Regions from separate parts of the Sus scrofa genome. Here region 2 is linked to region 1. A link is a contact called in public HiChIP or PLAC-seq data. All regions are on one chromosome and are shown on one strand. The core of a region is the stretch at or near the end of the contact, and the rest is flanking DNA. Distances in the headings are between cores, read along the strand shown.

Region 1 (3,546 bases), core at 561-3,060:
AGAATGGGCGGGGCGGGGCGGGGGCGGGGTTGACCGGGTGGTCTTTAAATAGAAGAGGGGGCTGGAGCGGGGAAACGCAGTGGTGCTCTAGCGCACCATATATTCCTTGCGCTTATTGAGCCGAACTTGGCAGAAAGAGAAGCCTCCGAGGAGAAGGTAAAGGCCCGCGGCGATGAAACAGTTGTAGCTGACTTGCTCGTAGAGCTTGTATATGTCCTGGGGGCCATTCCTAGGGGTGGGATTAGGTAGAGAAATGTCAGAAACATTAAGAGCAGCCAACATTTACTGAGCACTATGTGCCAGGTACCGTTCTAAAAGATTTTACGTGTGTTATCTTTTTCAATCTTCATAACCCTATGGGGTGAGTTCTAGTATAGTATCCACTTTGCAGAGGTGGACGGAGGCCCAGAAAAATAAAATGCCTAACTAAAGAAGCCGCCCCAAAGTGGTGGGTTTAGTATGGTCGCTGAGGTCTGACCCAAAACTGCTCCTGTGTGCCAAAGAGAGCAACTCTCCGCACCCAGTTCCCTGGCCTCCTGGCCCCAAGCATCCCACTTTCTGCAGTTTCCCCACCCATAATTCTGACCATTTCCGCTGCCGCCTCTCCACTTACTCAAAATCTTTCTCCGTGAAAGGAACGTCTTCAATGAGCACAGCAGAGTGGACATTGAAAAAGATTCCGAGCATTATCTGAAAAAAGGAAAAGGGTAGCTTGTTGAACCTCAGGTACCTGACGGGTCACCGCCTAAACTCCTCCCACTTTGAATGTTGCCACAACATCTGGGTTTGGGAATTACCAAAACGACCTGGGATTAGGGATGGTTGTTGCCGGATTTGGGCTCCAGTCACCCGGAATAGGGTGTGAGTGTGACATAAAGAAGACTTTGCTGGGGCAAGGGCAGGAAGAGTGAGGGACCCAGATTATCCTTCTCTCTGGAGGCGTCATTATCATGGGACAGCGCGGAGGAGGTCAAGGGGAATCGGCACTTCTCCATATTTCTTCCTCAAGTGGGGCGAGAAACAAGGCCCAGCTACCCCTCTCGGGACCAAGCGCTCCCTTTCCCAATGCCCTCCATTCAGCTCAAGGATCTCTCAAGAACCCAGCTCTTCTTCTTACCCTGAGGGGTCTCCAAATGTACCATCCCCGGCTCCCATTCCAAGCTCCAGCTCCCCTCGCCCCTTTCCCCCCTCCCAGTTCTCCATTTTTCAATTCAGTTCTTTCTCGTTCTCCAGCGGCTAATCAACCACCCCCTCCAGCCTGCCTGCTGCTTTCCAAGGCCTGAAGTCTCCTAGCCTCCAGCCCTCCAGCAACAGGGCCCCTCAGGCCCTCTCTCCGGTTCTCGCCGGGCAGTCCCCTCACCAACATGATCACTCCCCAGGCGCTAAGGACGATGCCGCAGGCGGCCAGCTTGGGCCCACAGCACAGAAGCGACGCCATGAAGAAGGGAGTCGGGGATCGCCTAGAGGTGGGCCAGGTAGAAAGGCGGCAGGAGGAGGCCGATGAGCTGGGGGAAAGCGAGCAGGACTTGGGGGCTCGCGCCGCAGAGGACCGAGAGCAGGTAGGGCGGCTGAGGGGGCGGGGCCTCAGGATCCAACCATCTTGGGTGTGTGTGGGGGGCGCCAAGCGGAGAATGTTGGCGCTTCCGGATCCCCCCGGACTTTGGCGGGAACAGACGGTGTGTCTGGAACCGTAGCAGCCCTTTAGGAATCCTCTGTTGACCCCTACGTAGCTGAAGTGAGAGTAGGCTGGAGTAAAGGCCCCCGTCTTCTTGGCGTCCCCCCCGCCTCTCCAGGATGAATGGGAGGGGCTATCGTGTCACGTGACCAAAGCTGGCACAGCAAATGAAGAGGAGGAAGCCGTAGCTCGGCCTCGGGAAAGAGTTTAAGCTCTGCCGGAGACCCAGGTGACCTTGGCGATGGGCTCTTAGGGGCAGAGGACTGAAGTTATCTGATTTTTCTTTCAGATACCATAGTCACGGGTGGTATCCTGAAGGGGGCGTGGTAAGTAGAGACAGAGATTTAAACGGAGGGAGAACCTCTGTATCTCCTCTCTACGCATCCCTACCTTTTAAAATAGACGTCCTGACCCAGGAAAAGGAGGCAGGAGCCCCCTCCCAAGCCCAAGCCTACTTGCTGTGGCAAGAGCGCCTTAAGATTGCTGAGGGTTCTTGGCGCTGGAAATACTTAGGTAGCGTTTTGTTACCAAGCATGGACTACTGAAGCGTTTTGGATGCCAAGTCCAGGAAAAATACGGGCGTTAGGAAAAGTCCAGGGAAAGCAGACTCAGTGAACAAGTTGTTAAGGTGAGTGGTCCTGCCAGATGTGCTGGAGCAAGGAGTAAGTCCACAAAAATGTCGCTTTGCTTCCCTGCCGTAAACTAAGAAAACGGATCATAAATCCTTTGAGCAAGGCAAGGCACAAGATTTTGAAACTATGAATAGATCATATTCTCCAAAGGATAAGTTTGTATACTTTGCTGGTGAAAGACGATGATCCGTAATATTATTCAGGGCAATAGTGGTGTTTGAAGAACACAGTTTTGCGCTGAGCTTGTCATATGCATTCTAGTCAGGACGGTGATCTTAGCATAATTGAGAAGGGTCATTTTGATCCCAAGACCCCAGAGCCAAACACTGTCAGTGGTTAGCATACATTTGTGTTATTTTTCCATGTATTTTGTGCATATTGTTCTTAGAAGGGTCATGACAGAGAACTTGCAACGTGGGAAAAATAGAGGCCCTGGGGTACTGCAGAGGCTGGCAAATGACCTTCAGACGTGAATTGTGTCTCTTTTGTTTGAGACTGTATGGGGGGAAGCCCTTGTGCGGTGAAGGTTTTTATTCTGCCTTGGGAGCACCATTCTCGTTCAGGGACTTTGGGGGTAGGTGTGTGAATAGGAGATGAAGGGGAGGAAGGAAAGCTGCCAAAGAAGAGTCAGGAGGAGTTCCCGTCATGGCGCAGTGGTTAACAAATCCGACTAGGAACCATGAGGTTGCGGGTTCGATCCCTGGCCTCACTCAGTGGGTTAAGGATCCGGCGTTGCCGAGAGCTGTGGTGTAGGTTGCAGACGTGGCTCGGATCCTGCGTTGCTGTGGCTCTGGTGTAGGATGGCGGCTACAGCTCCGATTAGACCCCTAGCCTGGGAACCTCCATATGCTGCGAGAGCGGCCCAAGAAATGGCAAAAAAGGCAAAAAAAAAAAGAAGAGTCAGGAATTTTTGAGCTGGTCACCAAGCATGAAGTCAAGCTCCTGGGAAAGGAGAATTGGTTGAGCTTCTCCAAGAAACCTTCCCTGTCTCCAACCCAGCCGCCCAGCATTCTCTGGATGTTTTGCAAGTACAGTCAATTCCTCAGGCTCCTGCAGGTCACCCTTGGGCAGATACCGCCCTTGAGGGCCAAATCCAGCCTGCAGCCTGTGCTTCCATTTAGCAAAGGCACAGGTTTTTGTTTTTCTGCATTTTATTTTATTTATTTTTATGTTTATTTTTGTATTTTGTCCATTTAGGGCTGCACCCGCAGCATATGGAGGTTCTCAGGCTAGGGGTCT
Region 2 (3,546 bases), core at 299-2,798, 750 kb before region 1:
AAATACCTTAAACGATTATGACTTAATCAACTAAAGAAATCAAAAAATGTGAGGCGATCTTGAAGCACCAATGCAAAGAGAACTTCTCCTCAAAAGTTTTGAATTATGACAGCATCATGGAATAAGTAGCTAGCTTCCCCCAAGTGACCAGAAAGACAGTATGATTAGAAGTCCTGAAAAGATATAGAATAATTAAACATAATGGTACACCTCCTCACAAAAGATTAAACTCAAAGGCTTTAAGAATCTAGTTTTAAAAACCAGCTTTAGGGGAGTTCCCATCATGGCTTAGCAGAAATGAATCTGATTAGCATCCATGAGGATGAAGGTTCGATCCCCAGCCTCGTTCAGTGGGTGAAGGATCTGGCGCTGCTGTGAGCTGTGGTGTAGGTGGCCGACACAGCTTGGACCTGACGTTGCTGTGGCTGTGGCACAGGCTGGCAGCTACAGCTCCAATTGGACCCCTAGCCTCGGAACCTCCATGTGCCGTGAGTGTGCCCCCCCCCCCAAAAAAAAAGCAAAAAAATAAAATAAAAACCAGCTTTACATTGCCTGTTAAAGCCAGTAAACGCCATGGGTGTGGAAAAGCCCATTTTGTATTGACCAAAAGAGATGGGTGTTGAAAATGTTGGGTACCGAGAAGTTAAAGTGAACACAACATAGGCTGGGACACAGGGTAATAGCCAATATGCGGTGTTAACTGTGTGGCAGGCATCACTCTAAGCACCTTACATACAGAGCTGATTCAATCCTATCATCAACCACATTTTATGCAGATGAGGAAACCAAAGCCCGGAGAAGTTAAGAAACCTGCTCAAGGTATCACAACGGGTAACCTGGGTCTAGAGTCTGCGCTATAAACCTTCCCAACAGACTCAGGACTGCAGGCCCGGGAGAGGAGGGCAAGGAGGTGGCTGGGGAGTGGAGGGTGGGGGTGGCACCACGAGGCAGTGTGGGCTGGGAGTACTATGTCCTGTTTACCTGTGGGGGGAAGTCAGACCTCTGAGTCAGAACTCAGGCTGTGCTGCTTTGCTGTAGCCACCATGGTGTGTGGGTGACCAGGCCTAGCTATGCAGGCAGGAGAGGATTCCCAGCATTCCTAGGGCCTCGGGCCTGGAATCTAGGTCCTTCCACGGGCTGAGACGTCAGCTGGGAGTTGAGAGTTTGAGGAAAATAAAATTTGGGAAGCCGGCCTTACAAGAACACAAGGAGGTCAAATCTAATGGGGAAAACTGAGCGCAGCATCTGCTCAAACGCCCAGGAGCCCACTAAAGACTGGGCAGAACGGGCAGGACCACCGGCTTAGGAAGCATGTTTGGGTGGGGTCATGGGAGAGCGTGAGAAGCCCTGCGTCAGCGGCCGCGGGCCAGGGCTCAGGTAGGGTGCTGGGGATTTGCACACAGGATGAAGGAGCCCTGGCTTTGCGTGGGGGGTAAAGGAAGGCGTGGAGGGAGTGGGGTGCTGTGCCTCCCACCTCTCCAGTCGTGCCGCCACTTGGGTCGCCTCGCCCGTTCTGCCATCGGCCGCATTCCGGTCCTCGCACCTCCGCCGCCCCCACGCGTGCCGCCGCGGGGAGTGGCCCGACCTTCGCGTGACGCCTCGACGGGCGGGCTCTCAATATTAAAAGGGGGAAGAGGCCGCGGCGCGGGCCCCAGGACGGGCCCGCTCGTTCTGTCCTAGGAGCCAGCCGCGTTGGCGACGCCCTCGAGTTCGCGGCGGGCACAATGCAGCTCCTGGTGAGGGTGCCGTCTCTTCCGGAGCGGGGCGAACTGGACTGCAACATCTGCTACCGGCCTTTCAACCTCGGGGTCCGTGCGCCCCGCCGCCTGCCCGGCACGGCGCGGGCCCGCTGCGGCCACACGCTCTGCACCGCCTGTCTGCGCGAGCTGGCGGCGCGCGGCGAAAGCGGCGGGGCGGCCGCGCGCGTGGTGCGCCTGCGCCGCGTCGTCACGTGCCCCTTCTGTCGCGCGCCCACCCCGCTCCCGCGCGGCGGGGTCACGGAGGTCGCCCTGGACCAGGACTTGTGGTCGCGCTTGGAGGCAAAGGCGCGGGCTGAGCGCGAACCTGCTGTGGCTGGTGGCCGGGTCCAGGAAAGCGGCGAGGCGGAGGAAGAGGAAGAGGGGAGCGAGAAGGGGGCGGAGCCTAGGAGCGCAGGGTGGCGCGCGCTCCGGCGGCTCTGGACCCAGGTGCTGGCGCCCGCGCGCCGCTGGCGGCGCCCGCTGCCCTGCAACGGTGAGGGACGGCCGGGGTGGCTGTGGCGGGAGAGGACCCCGAACGCCCGAGTAGGCAGCATCCTTCCGCCGCCACTAACCCTCCTTCTTTCCCCCAGTGTTGTACTGTCCGGAGATCAAGGACTTGGCCCACATGACCCGCTGCGCGCTGTAACTGCGAAACCCTGAAGCTGTGGCAGAAGGAAGGTGGGAGCTGCATTCTCAGGGCCCCGCTGTAGTACAGGGAGCGGGTGCCAAGACTACCCCCCTCACATCCGGGATTGGCACTGATGAGGGAGGTGAGCCAAGGGCAGGAGGGAACGCCCTGGGAGGTGTTGATACTGAGCTGGGGAGGCTCCTAGACGAATCGCCCCCATCTTCTGACTGTGCCAGCCTCGCACATTCAGGATGAAGTGGCCCAGGGATGATACAAACAGTCGATGTACCCGTGGGAAGAAGACAGACTGTTTCCCTAGCTGCGACTTTGCTTCTGTCCAGGGCAGCTCTCCTGTGCGGGAGCAACAGGTCCCATTTTAGCTATTCTGTGTCAATGATTTTTAAGAAGAGGCTGATTTTCGTGCATGTTAATCTCGTTTCTCTAGCACCTAAGAGAACTGAGAAGAATCAACCAAACCCCTTCCCACCCCATCCCCTACCCCCAGTAGTATGCCTACTGTCTCCCCATTCCCAGTACTGTGTTCCTAAAATTATCAAGATGAAGCCCTACTATGAGGTTAGGCGTTTTGCATCATTTCAGAATTACCCTTCAGCCTGTAAGGGCAGGCATGAGAAGGTCCAAAGGGCTTTTATCTGAGTCACCTCATTAGGGCCTACCAAAGATAGGAGAGAGAGGCATTTGGCAAAGGCATCAGATTGTAAACTCCCGCTGTTATCTTTACAGTCACAAGAAACACTGTCACCACTGAAAATAAGATGCTCATCATACAGTTTTAAACTTGTGTCCCATAATTGGACGCCCACCTATATTATGGCATGAGTTCCATTGAAACATCCTGTTAATATCTTACGATGGCATAGTTATAGTCAAGGACCAGCAGCATCAGCATCACTGGGAGTTTGTTGGAAGTACAAAATCTCAGGATTCCACTTCAGACTTACTAATCAGACTCTGCCTTTTTTTTTTTTTTTTCCTCCTCGGTCTTTTTAGGGCCACACTCATGGCATATGGAAGTTCCCAGGCTAGGGGTTGAATTGGAGCTGTAGCCGCAGCCACAGCAACACAGGGTCTGAGCGGAATCTGTAACCTACACCACAGCTTATGGCAACGCTGGATCCGTAACCCACTGGCGAGCCAGGGATCAAACCTGTGTCCTCA

The links. HiChIP or PLAC-seq counts read pairs in DNA pulled down with a chosen protein or histone mark.
Region 2: a contact with region 1 is called in an H3K27ac HiChIP or PLAC-seq map of alveolar macrophages. The contact joins the promoter of LOC102159363 here to the promoter of RNASEK in region 1. A contact is called at or near these places in 1 of 47 Hi-C or Micro-C datasets (liver) and 1 of 2 datasets of contacts at active chromatin or transcription factors (alveolar macrophages).

What each region holds. Positions count from the first base shown.
Region 1 is chr12:52,415,167-52,418,712 of Sscrofa11.1, reverse strand. It overlaps RNASEK (ribonuclease kappa), which reads right to left and starts at 1,810. Exons shown (of 3, transcript XM_003358238.4): 1 at 1,361-1,810; 2 at 614-690; 3 at 1-229. The coding sequence starts at 1,810. The coding sequence ends at 88.
Region 2 is chr12:53,164,420-53,167,965 of Sscrofa11.1, reverse strand. It overlaps LOC102159363 (putative uncharacterized protein FLJ38447), which reads left to right and starts at 1,548. Exons shown (of 2, transcript XM_005657036.3): 1 at 1,548-2,232; 2 at 2,330-3,546. The coding sequence starts at 1,725. The coding sequence ends at 2,385. LOC100525078 (a long non-coding RNA gene) reads right to left here and starts at 1,858. Exons shown (of 3, transcript XR_002337363.1): 1 at 1,475-1,858.